Linked DNA regions of Mus musculus: region 1 is linked to region 2. Evidence: chromatin contacts called from public HiChIP or PLAC-seq data. All regions are on one chromosome and are shown on one strand. Each heading gives the region's core, a stretch centred on a gene start, on an enhancer-like site or on the middle of the called end of the contact. The rest is flanking DNA. Distances are from core to core; before and after follow the strand shown.

Region 1 (5,874 bases), core at 1,087-3,586, 120 kb before region 2:
AAGAGACAAAAGAGGGAGACCTTGTCTTGTTCGTGTTCTCCTTCTTGCTTTAGGAGGAAAGAAAGGCTTTCAAACCTGCAGCAATGAGGTCACTTACTGTACGTTCCTCATGAGTGCATATTCCCATTCAGAGGAAGATTCCATTTCTTCCTAGCTTTCTGAGCCTTGAAAGGCTATTGAATTTTGTCAAATGTTTTCACTGCATCAATTAAGGTGATCATGTGATCCTCCCACGCCCGTCATTCTGTGCTGCCTTATATAGACTCTAATGTATTCAGACACTCTTCCGGTCTGTGGTAAATTTCATGTGGTCACAGTGTATTACGATTTGAAAATGGATTCAATTGGATAGCGTTTACCGAGAAGTTTTGCATTTATATCACAGAGGGTATTGATGGATGGGTGTTAGCTTTCTTTTGATGTCTTTGCCTGGGCTCTGCTATGATGCTGATGCTGAATTCATCTAATGACTTCCATGGTGTTCCTCCCTCTTTTCCCCCCTTAACATCCTTGAGAATAATGTTAATTATTCTGTAAGTCACAGGACACACCAAGCACATCCTCGGCTCTGGACTTTTATTGGTTGTAAGCTTTTTCCATCCAGCCTCTTTGCTTACACTTGATATTTTCCCCTTTTTCTGGACTCTCCTGGGTGTTTATAGAAAATTTTCATTTTATCTTGTTAATCTAGTTCACTGATGTGTCATAGTTCACACTGTTGTCTTATAATCCTTTTGTACTTTGGTTTGGGTTGAAACAGTTTACAGAAGGGGGAAGATATCTTTACCAACTCTAAATAAGACAGTGGGTTAATATCCAGGACATATAAAAAATTGCAAAAATTACCAAAAAGCTGAACCACTCAGTCGGTGGATTGTCTGTGAATTGAATAGATATCAAAGGAAGAAATAGAAATAGCTAGTAAATACTTCAAAAAGTATTCAACAGTCTTAGCTATCAGGGAAATGCAAAGTAAAACTGAGTTGAGAAAATCAACTCAGCCGGAATGGGACTGGAGAGATGGCTCAGTGGCCAAGGGCACCGGAGAGATGGCTCTGGCCACTGGGGGTACTTCCACATACATGTACACACCCATAGACAGATATATGCACCTACACATAATTAAAAATAATAAAAATCAGTCTTAAAATATTAACAAGGACTGGTAAGGATATAGGGAGAGAGAGCCTCTTAATCAATGATAGTTGTGATGCAAATTCATATAGCAACCATGTACATTAGTATGGATGGTCCTAGAAAAGCAGCAACTGCAATGACTCTGACCCAGTTATGGTACTCTGGGGTATGTACTCACAGAACTCATAAGAGATGCTTGTAATTTTCATTATAGCTGTGGTATTTACAATAGTCAGGAATTGGAACTAGGTGAATGTCCATTAACAGATGAGTGGGTGGAGAAAAGGAGGTGCTTATATTTTATGCAGCCGTACAAAGAAACGAAGTCATGGCCTGTTTCAGGGACATCTTCAATTGAAAGGTCACTGTGCTAAGTGAAACAAGGCAGACTCAGAGAGACACATACTGCACATGGTGTGTTCTCTCTCTCTCTCTCTCTTTCATTCATTCATTCATTCATTCATTCATTCTTTCTTTCTGTTTGTGTTTGTGTATGTGCATATGCACACATGTTTATATGTGCATTCTTTAGGTCGTGAAACTGAAAAAGAAAACAGAAGGCAGAAAGAGGTCCCAAGGTTCCATGTGATCAGAAAGCAGAAGGGGGTGGAGCACTAACTAGGAGAAGAGGAACCAGCTGAAGAGGAGGAGGCAGGACAGTGGCTGTGGGGGAGGGGAACAAATGAGCATAAAGGACAGTTTCATCCTTATTTTGTCTGCTAACCTAAAAGCCAATAAAGATAAATGTGTCTTTTGCTCAAGAGACGTTAACTACTAAATGAAGCACAAGGGTTAATAAAGGAAAAAAGGACTGGAAAACATTAATAAATAGAAGCTGTTACTTTCTAATTTCTCGTTTTCATTTTAAAGGATATTGACTTTGTATACTTGTTCTTTGATCCTGAACGATATTAGTTGTATCATTAATTTTACTTTGTCAAAGTTCAGAACATTAATTTTTGTTCCGTAGTTATAATTCCCAGAATGCTTCAGCCTAGGTTCTGTATTTAAATGCTACTCATCACTGTCACTTTTATCACCGATTCTTAATTCTGGCCATTCTTTATTTTGAGTCGTCTGCTGGCTGTCTGCATTGTCTTACATAACAGACTTTCAGAGCGGAGCCCACGGGTGCTGTGTTACCACTTCCTGTGTGTCTGAAATGTCTGCCTGCTGCCTTTAGCTCTGAGTGAGCTGGTCATCATGTGGCCCTGATGTGGATAAGGGCTTTTGCTTCCTCTCTTAGTTTGTTCATGACCTTGTGCAGTATGGCATGGCAGTGTGCACAGGTAATCTGTTTCCTACTCTCATTTATTCTTCTTGATGTCTACTGTATCCTTTAATGCTGTGAAATTAGTTCTTTATTTCATGGAACTTTCTTACTATTTATTTTGAGATACTCTATTGCATTCACTGACACCTTTGCTTTGAGGACATCAAATAGCCTAATAAGAAATGTTCTTCTGCTGCTCATCTTCCTCCATTTAGGCTCTGAGAAGAAGGATAGTCTCTCTTTCTCTCTCTGTCTCTGTCTGTCTGTCTATCTGTCTGTCTGTCTGTCTCTCTCTCTCTCTCTCTCTCTTCTCTTTCTATTCCTCCCTACAATACCCACTGATGACCTGCTGTCTACCAAACTGCCTCTTAACTCACAGTAGTTAGCCCTTGACTTGGGAGTGGTATGGTGTGGTGGTGTACATCTGAAATCCCAGCACTCAGGAGGCTGAGGGGGGAGTATTTTAAGTTTGAGGCCAGTCTTGCTGCATGATAAGATCCTATCTCAAAAACAAAAACAAACAAACAAACAAACAAAAAACCAAGTAAACTACTTTAGATTTTATTCTGATTTTGTGCTGAGCTCTAGGAACTGAGATGACTCTCCATCTTCCTTTGGGCATTCCTGGATGACAATAGAGTGCAGACAACCAGATGGACTGGAGTGGAAGGCAGACAGCCCAAGAGAAGGCTAAGACCCATCATCAAAGGAGGAAGCTGCTACAGATGTGTAGTCTCATCTGTATGGGAGACACGAGACCATCAGAAGGAAACAGAAGGAGGAATTCTTGTCTTCAGGGTACACGATCAGATGTGAAGGGAAAGGATTGAGATGGTGGCTGCGGATGAGGGATGGCTGTGACCATGAACCAGACAGACCATTATGACTACATGGATGGAACTGTAGCCTTCCATCTTGTTCTCTGTCCATACCCCCTCAGGCCACATTTCCTCTTCCCAAGCTTTTCTTCTCCATCAGCTGCTCAGCCTGGTAATCCTTTCTTGTCCTTGTGTGCACCAATTCAGACGGTCCCAGATGCAGTTCTCTTGCTGTGGGGGATCCTTAGAGACACTTGTGCTGTAGGAGTGGGAAACAGGAACAAACAGAATCATTTCCCTTGCATCCCAACTCCTAAAGATCGTGTCAGAAGGGGAGGATTCTGGGTAAAGGAGAGGAAAAGATCATACGGAAGTCTTGAAACCATATTGACTGTTCAGTGTGTGTCACTCATCCTGCCCTTCCTCTTTCCAGAGACTGACTTGGGAGTGTTAGGAAGACATCCCAGTGACTGGTTCTGCATGTGAAGAACATGCAGGGGCAGAAGGGGGCTCTGCTGCAAACTAACCAAGACATTTTTGGTTGCAAGTGACAGAAAACTACCCAGCAGTAGCGCTCAGAGTCTTGTTTGAAAGAACTGAGAACTCCTTTGGTTGATTTAGTCAAACAAAAGTTTTATTAAAGGAACAATTCCAAAAGTAACAAGTTCTCTGGAGATTAGCCCCACAGATAACTGAAATGGAGGGGATCTCAGCCTGGGAGGAGGTCCTTAGTAAAACGGGAAAATACAAGGATACTTCACTGGGCTCCTGCAACGCACAACAGCACCAACTCTCGGCTTCTCCTAGACCCTGATACCCATGGTTCCTGTATTAGTCAGGGTTCTCTAGAGTCACAGAACTTATGGATAGTCTCTAGATAGTAAAGGAATTTATTGATGACTTACAGTCGGCAGCCCAATTCCCAACAATGATTCAGTCGCAGCTGTGAATGGAAGTCCAAGGATCTAGCAGTTACTCAGTCTCACGCAGCAAGCAGGCGAAGGAGCAAGAGCAAGAGCTAGACTCCCTTCTTCCAATGTCCTTATATTGTCTCCAGCAGAAGGTGTAGCCCAGATTAAAGGTGTGTTCCACCACACCCTTAATCCCAGATGAAAGCCGTAGCCCAGATTAAAGGTGTGTTCCTTGAACTCAGAGATTCAATCTTCTGGAATCCATAGCTACTATGGCTCAAGATCTCCAAACCAAGATCCAGATAAGGGTCACTGGTGAGCCTTCCAATTCTGGATTGTAGTTCATTACAAATATAGTCAAGTTGACAACCAGGAATAGCCACTACAGTTCCCTTGTCTCACTTTCATTTCTGTTGCTGTGATGATACATCTGGCAGGGGTTTATTCCACTTACAATTCCAAGTTACAGTTGATTACCGAGGGAAGTCAAGACAGGAACTCAAGAAGCAAGCCACTCACACCTGCTCTCAACTAGCTCTCTCCGAGTAGCTTTTTTTTTTTTTCTTTACATTGATCAGGACCTCCCAGCCTAGGGAATGGTACTGCCTACAGTGGACTGCCTCTTCCAAAATCAGTTAAGAATCAGGAAAACTCCATAGAGATATGCTACAAGCCAACCTGATCTAGATAATTCTTTATTCAGACAATTTTTTTATAAGTGGCTCTAGTTTGTGTCAAGTTGACACTTAAAACTAACCAACACCTGAACCCTGATACTTCCCTTCATGCTTCTAAGGTCTGCTAGCCCCCTCTCTAGAAAGAACATTCATTACACAGCTCATGGATGGAAAAATTCCCCCAGTCTAGAAATTACTCAAGACAACCCACTGAAAAGAAAAAGTAACATAAAATAATAATTGTAAGTTTTTCTGGTGCTCATAATTTTGCTTTCAAAATCATACCAGTACATATCAATCACATACCAATGCATATTATATATTTATTTGTATTCTATGTGTAAGAAATATTTGACTTCTGTGGAAAGCAGTGTAAAATAGGGCAAAACATAACAAAAAATAATTTAGAAGGGAGAACAGCGGCTATTTTTAGGCTCCTGATAAAGAAAGGTGTAAACGCTAAGAAACAGGCTCGAGTTCCTGTCAGCCAAGGCAAGGAGAATCTGGTGTGTATGAAGTATGTCATTCTCTGGCAAAAGGAAGGTCAATAAATTTACTTTCAGATAAATTTTTTTCCACCAGCAGAAAGTTCCAGGACAATTCTGAGTGGTAGTATGAGTACTATATTGAACGCATCATTCTGTACAGTATTGTCAAAAGCCATGCATGCTTAGAACTCATTGTTTGCTTATTTATATTAGAATGCTGTGGTAGTTTGAATAGGTATGGTCCCCAAAGACTCATGTTTAAATGCTTCTTGGAGGAAGTGTGTCACTGTGGGGGTGGGCTTTGAAGTCTCCTAGACTCAAACTATTCCTAATGTGGCACATAGTCTCCTTCTGTCCGCCTTCAGATCAAGATGTAGAACTCTTGGCTCCTCCAGCACCATGTCTGCCTACACACTACCATATTCCCACCATGATGAAAATGGACTGAGTCTCTGAACCTGTAAGCCAGCCCCAACTAAATGTTGTCCTTTATAAGAGTTGCCTTGGTCATTGTGTCTCTTCACAGCAATGGAACCCTAACTAAGACAAATGCAAATCCCTGGGCCTCAC
Region 2 (5,375 bases), core at 1,755-4,254:
TGGCAATAAAACGGCTAAATGAATAAAATGTACAATTGGTTCGGTACAATGCTCTCAGGAAACACACTCTAGCCGAGAGGCATCAGGGCAGGAGTGGGCATCTGAGTTAAGGACAAAGAAGGAAAGACCCAAGCCCAGGCTGGTTCAAAAGAGCAAGACAAGATGGAAAGGACCCGGTGGGAGTGGAGGGAGGGAGAACAATCTAATAGAAATGGGGGGGGGGGCTGAAATGAGACGGAGTGAATGAAATAGACCCAAATGAGATGGAGGGAAGTAGACTCGACTCAAACAGACCCGAACAGAAATAAACACATTTAATAAACTCCCACGTAACTCTGAACTGAAAGGCGTGAGGAGAATTTCAAAACTAGAGCAGGACGGGAAAAGAGTCCAACGTAATGTGATAGCATGGGACACGCTAGACTTAAACGGAATGGAAGAGAGAGAACGGAACAGATGGGGCGGGCTGGACAGATGTGGATACTGTGGCTGGCTGCCCACGCTGACCTCCTTCCCGCTTGTCCCGACAGTCTTCCCTAGGGTGCTGCTGCGGAATCTGCGCCACCCCATCTTCTTGCTGGTAGTCCTGTCCCAGGTGTGCACCTCATCCATGGTAGCGGGCATGGCCACCTTCCTGCCTAAGTTCCTGGAACGCCAGTTTTCCATCACAGCCTCCTTTGCCAACATGCTCCTTGGCTGCCTCACTATCCCTCTGGTCATCGTGGGCATCATGATGGGAGGTGTCTTAGTCAAGCGCCTCCACCTGAGCCCGGTGCAGTGCAGTGCCCTCTGCCTCCTCGGCTCGCTGTTGTGTCTGCTCTTCAGCGTGCCGCTCTTCTTCATTGGCTGCTCTACCCATCAAATTGCAGGCATCACACAAGACCTGGGGTGAGTGGGCATGCACATGGGAAGGTGCGTGGTGAGGATAGGTCAGTGAGCCACCTACCTCTCCTACCCGCCCTCCCTCCCCCCCATACACAGTGTATCCCCTCCCCCTCCCCCTCCCCCAGTGCCTACAAAGCCCTATGCAAGCCCTTTTCTGGGCTCAGGTACAAGCAAGCAGTGGTCACTGGTAGGCACCCAATGCCACAGAAGAGGCATGGATGGAACACCAAGGCCAGGAGGCCTGGGAAGAGCCAGGGTGCAGCCAGTTGCGGGATAGTATTTCCAGGGAGGCTGAGACCTGCGGGCCCGCAGAAGTGGAATGGACGCCACGCATAGGAGGCAGGACCCAGCATAGCCTGAGAGAGACATTTGTTCCCAGATGAAATTAGGTCTGCCCAAGAAGGGACAAGCTCCATGCCTTGGTTTCAAAAAGCAGGTGAACAAGGAACTGGGCAGTCCCCCTCAAGAAGGCAGACGAGGTTAAGAAACCTTGCCTCTTCCTACGGTGACCTCATTTTAACTGGAAGATGTACTAAGCTTTGTTTGGCCCAGTACCCAGCTAGAATTTCCCCCTTGGCACAGCCTCCCCCACTCAAGTGCCAGGTTTCCTCACCTGGTCCCTCTCTCACGTGACTTCGGAGGACTCAGCTCAGGGCCAAGACACTTGGACCCCACCCTCATCACTTGACTCCATTCCTTCTTTTCTCTAAGAGCCAGGCTGTCTGGAGTAGGGCCTTCTGTGTACGGGCCACACCCTATGGGCCCACAGGAAGCCCCAAGCCTGAGCAATTATGTTTCATGTCAAGTCAGTGGGGATTTTAAGCAAAGGGGCAATGATAGAACCCATTAGAAAGACTGCATGGAGACTTTATGAAGCACACGCGGGTGGAGTGGGGTGGGGTGAGGTGGGGGAGCCTTGAGCCTGCTGAGTGTGTAAGAGGCCCTGGCTCTGGGCAGGTGTCCATGACACTAGTTGTACAGGAATAGGGACTTTCCCCAGTTCACTCAACTGGTCTCAGGCCATCCTGCTTGCCTGTGTCTTCTTTCTCCCCTCCTCCCTCAGTCTTGACATCGCATCTCACCCATATTCTCACCAAAGATCTTATAATTGATGCGCTCCAAGTTCTAGTTCACTGAGGCTTTCCGAGGCCAATGGAGTTTCCCTCTTGTGTTCCTCTGAGTCTCCATGAGATCTCTATAATCGCTTCTGTTGATAGACCCACTTTACTGAAGATACGGTGTCACCTGGCAAGGGTGTTGTGTTTCCTCCTGGCATGAAAGCCAGGCTACAGCCTATGTCCCAAAGCTGTTCTCTAGCCCCCAACCCAGGGTGCTCACCCCTTTAGACTCAGCCTCTCTTCTAGCTCCAGCTCCTATCCAACCTCAGTTCTCCAGCTAGGGTAGAGCACGCCTGGGATCCTGGGGCAGGTCCTCTGGTGGGGGCACTTGACACTGTGAGCAGGACAGGAGAATGACCACAGAGGTCGTGAGACTTCAGGAAAGCGACAGTGAGAAGGGAACCCCAGCCCAGATTACAGAGAAATTACCGTCCCGCAGGGAGGAAGGCATAGGTTAGAGGCCCCACAGCTGCTCCATCTCCTGCCAGGGCCCACCGCAGCTGTCCTTGGCTGAGACAAAGTAACAATTCAGCTCAAAGAGAGAATGGCCCCTTCATCTGACACTCACTTCTGGAAGGGATTTCAATTGTGTTCCATCCAAATACAGGAATATTTGCAGAAGCTCCCAGACATGTAGAATCCAGGGTTGAAAGGGCACTCCACAGCCCAGACTCCTCACTCCCCCATCAGGAAAGTTCCTTAAGCGGTTCTCCCTCAGGGAACAGCTGCAGCTGAAATCACTGGCCACTCCTCTCAGAGTAGGAGCCAGGCTTCAGCCAGAGGCCTGAGAGAAGAGAGCCCAGCCAAACACATTTGCCTCTTCTCTGTCTAGTGCCCAGCCAGGGCCAAGCCTGTTTCCTGGCTGCTCAGAGCCCTGCTCCTGCCAATCAGATGACTTTAACCCTGTTTGTGATACCAGTGCCTATGTGGAGTACACCACACCCTGCCATGCAGGCTGCACAGGTCGTGTCGTCCAGGAGGCTCTGGGCAAAAGCCAGGTAAGGCCAACCTCCCACACACCCTACTCCTCCTATCACACATGCTGCCTGTCACTCTGAACCTCTTGCTTTCCCTCTGTCTCTGCCTCGTTCCTCTGCTTTGGCAAGTGCAGAGCCCCGTTCTGTCAACAAGTTTCGTTGCCAGCTAGGGCTCAGGGAGGTGAGCCTGAGCTCCCAGCTGCTAGCTTGCTTGAGGAAATGACCCACAGGAACTCCAGGCTACAGATGGACAGAAGTGGTCCCTACCAGTACATACAAGCGTGGAAAGGGACACAGCCCATCTGGGAGGGTCTCTGAGGGCCCCAAAAGAAGCACCATCTGTGACAGATCTTCCGGGATCATTAGGAAAATAAGGGCTTGGGATGGGAGGACTTTCTAGGCAGGACAGCAGCATATGTAGAGATTTTAGGAACACACACTTTGTGTGTCTTGCTAGACTTCCCTCCCCACCCAGGTCTTGCACTGAGTGGTTTACCGGGTGAGTTTACTAGCAAGGAAGCAGAAAAGCCACAGTTCCTAGGAGATTTTAAGCACTTACTTTTTTTATGCCCATTGTATAGATAATAAATGAAGGCCTGGGAAAGGACTAAGCAGTGCCCAAGGTCTTATACCAGAGCTGGGACTAGAATCAAGGTCTCTGGTCCGAAGCCTGCACTGGATTCAGAGGATCCACCACTCAGGAGGGTCAGCGCTCAGGGATTCTTTCCAGCCTGGGGTTGATTGGCTCTTGTCACATGTAACTCCTTGGTTCATCATAAGAACCTGGGCCCAGGAATGGGCTGGTCCATGCCCAAGGTGCACTCAGGTAGAGACAGAGTAAGATCTCAGGCTTATAAGGCAAAGTCATCCCTGTGGGGGAGACTGGAGACGTCTGTGAGGACCTCCCACCATGGACATAGATGCCTATGAGGAAAGCTTGGAGAAGAATCTAGAAAGCAGTGTCCAGCCTTGGTGTCCACCCCAGCTGTCCTTCCAAGCAAAGGAGCAGTGTTGGAGCTACCTGCCAGTCCTCTGCTTTGGCATGTTTTTCCATGACCTGACTCCAGGGCGTCTGCAGCTCAGCGGGCTGCTCCGCATGTAACTGAAGCCTAAAGGCCACTCCTTACATATGTGAAGCGCTGCGAGGGCTTAGAGTTCTGCCAGTACAGCCTGGCCATACCTAGCAGCTCTGCATGGCAATAGGTGGACATCCCAGTGGCCCCTCCCTCTGCCATCCTATCTTTCTTCTTTCATTAGTTCTATCTCCTAAATACTTCGCCTCAAAAGTCTTTCCCCATGCACCCTGACAGTGGGAACTTCTGCTTGCTCATCCCAGTAGCCACTGAGCTTAAATCCTTTCAAAATGCTACCTTGGGTTTCTCAACCCTTCTCATGCTGAGAATTGTCAGAGAATTTTTTTTTCTGTAGTAAGAAGCAAGAGGCCCAGGGGTCTCCAGGTACCCTAGCCAGCAGTTCACCAATCCCTGCCCAGCTGGCTGTGGCTTCCAGTAACTATGGTCCAATTGTCCAGGTCTGACCTAGTGCTGCAAAGATGGCTCAACGTTTACGAGTGTAAAGAGTGGACAGCTCCAGCAGGGGATCCGAGCTCAGTCCCCAGCATCCATGGCTGGCAGCTTGCAGCCACCTGTAACTCCACTCTGAAGATCTGACACACTCTTCTGGTCTCTGTGGGTACCTACACTTACATATGCGCGTGCGCATGCGCACACGTGCAGACACACACACACACACACACACACACACACAAATAAATAAACAAACACATAGACACTTTGAACAATAGGAAAGGGAAAAAAAGCCCAGCTTGCTGGACTCACTCAGGACAGCTACCTAAGGACAGTGGTGGTAAGACCACCTATTAGTTGATCCCTGGCTGGAAGTTCTGCAGGCTACCATCAAACACACTAGTACTGGCAGAGAGACAGTGTCTGCCTCACAGCTGTGCCTCAGTCAGACTGTCTCAGTGTGTGAGCACAGTCAGACTGTCTCCAGGCACCTTACTTGACTCAAATGATCACAGATCAACCAATGGTCAGAGTCTGGGGCTCCAGCCAGCTCTGCCTTACTGGCTGTAGAAACTTGGGAGCTCTCAGGCCTTAGGCCCAGGCCCTTGGCTGGCTACTACCCTTGGAGGCCCCTGAAGGCTCTTCTCCTTTTCCTCACCCCAGGTCTTCTACACCAACTGCAGCTGTGTGGCAGGGAATGGCACTGTTCCTGCAGGTTCCTGTGAGTCAGCCTGCAGCCGCCTGGTGCTGCCCTTCATTGTCCTGTTCAGCCTGGGGGCGGGACTGGCCAGCATCACCCACACACCTTCCTTCATGCTCATCCTGAGGTGACAGCAGAGCAGGCAGGGTGGGTGGGTACAAGGAGCCCC

What was found. HiChIP or PLAC-seq counts read pairs in DNA pulled down with a chosen protein or histone mark.
Region 1: a contact with region 2 is called in an H3K27ac HiChIP or PLAC-seq map of microglia, with 4 times the contacts expected there. The contact joins two enhancer-like sites. A contact is called at or near these places in 10 of 39 promoter capture datasets (the C10 cell line, the HPC-7 cell line, cranial neural crest and 7 more), 5 of 15 datasets of contacts at CTCF or cohesin (the G1E-ER4 cell line, embryonic stem cells, large pre-B cells and 2 more), 156 of 484 Hi-C or Micro-C datasets (the 63-12 cell line, the AML12 cell line, the AtT-20 cell line and 95 more), 25 of 115 datasets of contacts at active chromatin or transcription factors (the HPC-7 cell line, Th17 cells, acute myeloid leukemia and 17 more) and 5 of 9 other capture datasets (adipose tissue, bone marrow-derived macrophages, embryonic tail and 2 more).

What each region holds. Positions count from the first base shown.
Region 1 is chr7:99,778,008-99,783,881 of GRCm38.p6, reverse strand. No RefSeq gene overlaps it. Among named protein-coding and RNA genes, the nearest start is that of Olfr521, 14 kb to the right of the region's middle. Within about 2 kb of position 2,336, at least 27 of the 459 cell types and tissues checked have an H3K27ac peak or open chromatin away from gene starts, as enhancers often do. A contact at or near this core is called in adipose tissue and microglia, where this site is marked.
Region 2 is chr7:99,662,405-99,667,779 of GRCm38.p6, reverse strand. It overlaps Slco2b1 (solute carrier organic anion transporter family, member 2b1), which reads left to right. Exons shown (of 14, transcript NM_001252530.1): 9 at 531-888; 10 at 2,836-3,001; 11 at 5,170-5,333. Among named protein-coding and RNA genes, the nearest start is that of Gm25409, 11 kb to the right of the region's middle. Within about 2 kb of position 3,004, at least 96 of the 459 cell types and tissues checked have an H3K27ac peak or open chromatin away from gene starts, as enhancers often do. A contact at or near this core is called in adipose tissue and microglia, where this site is marked.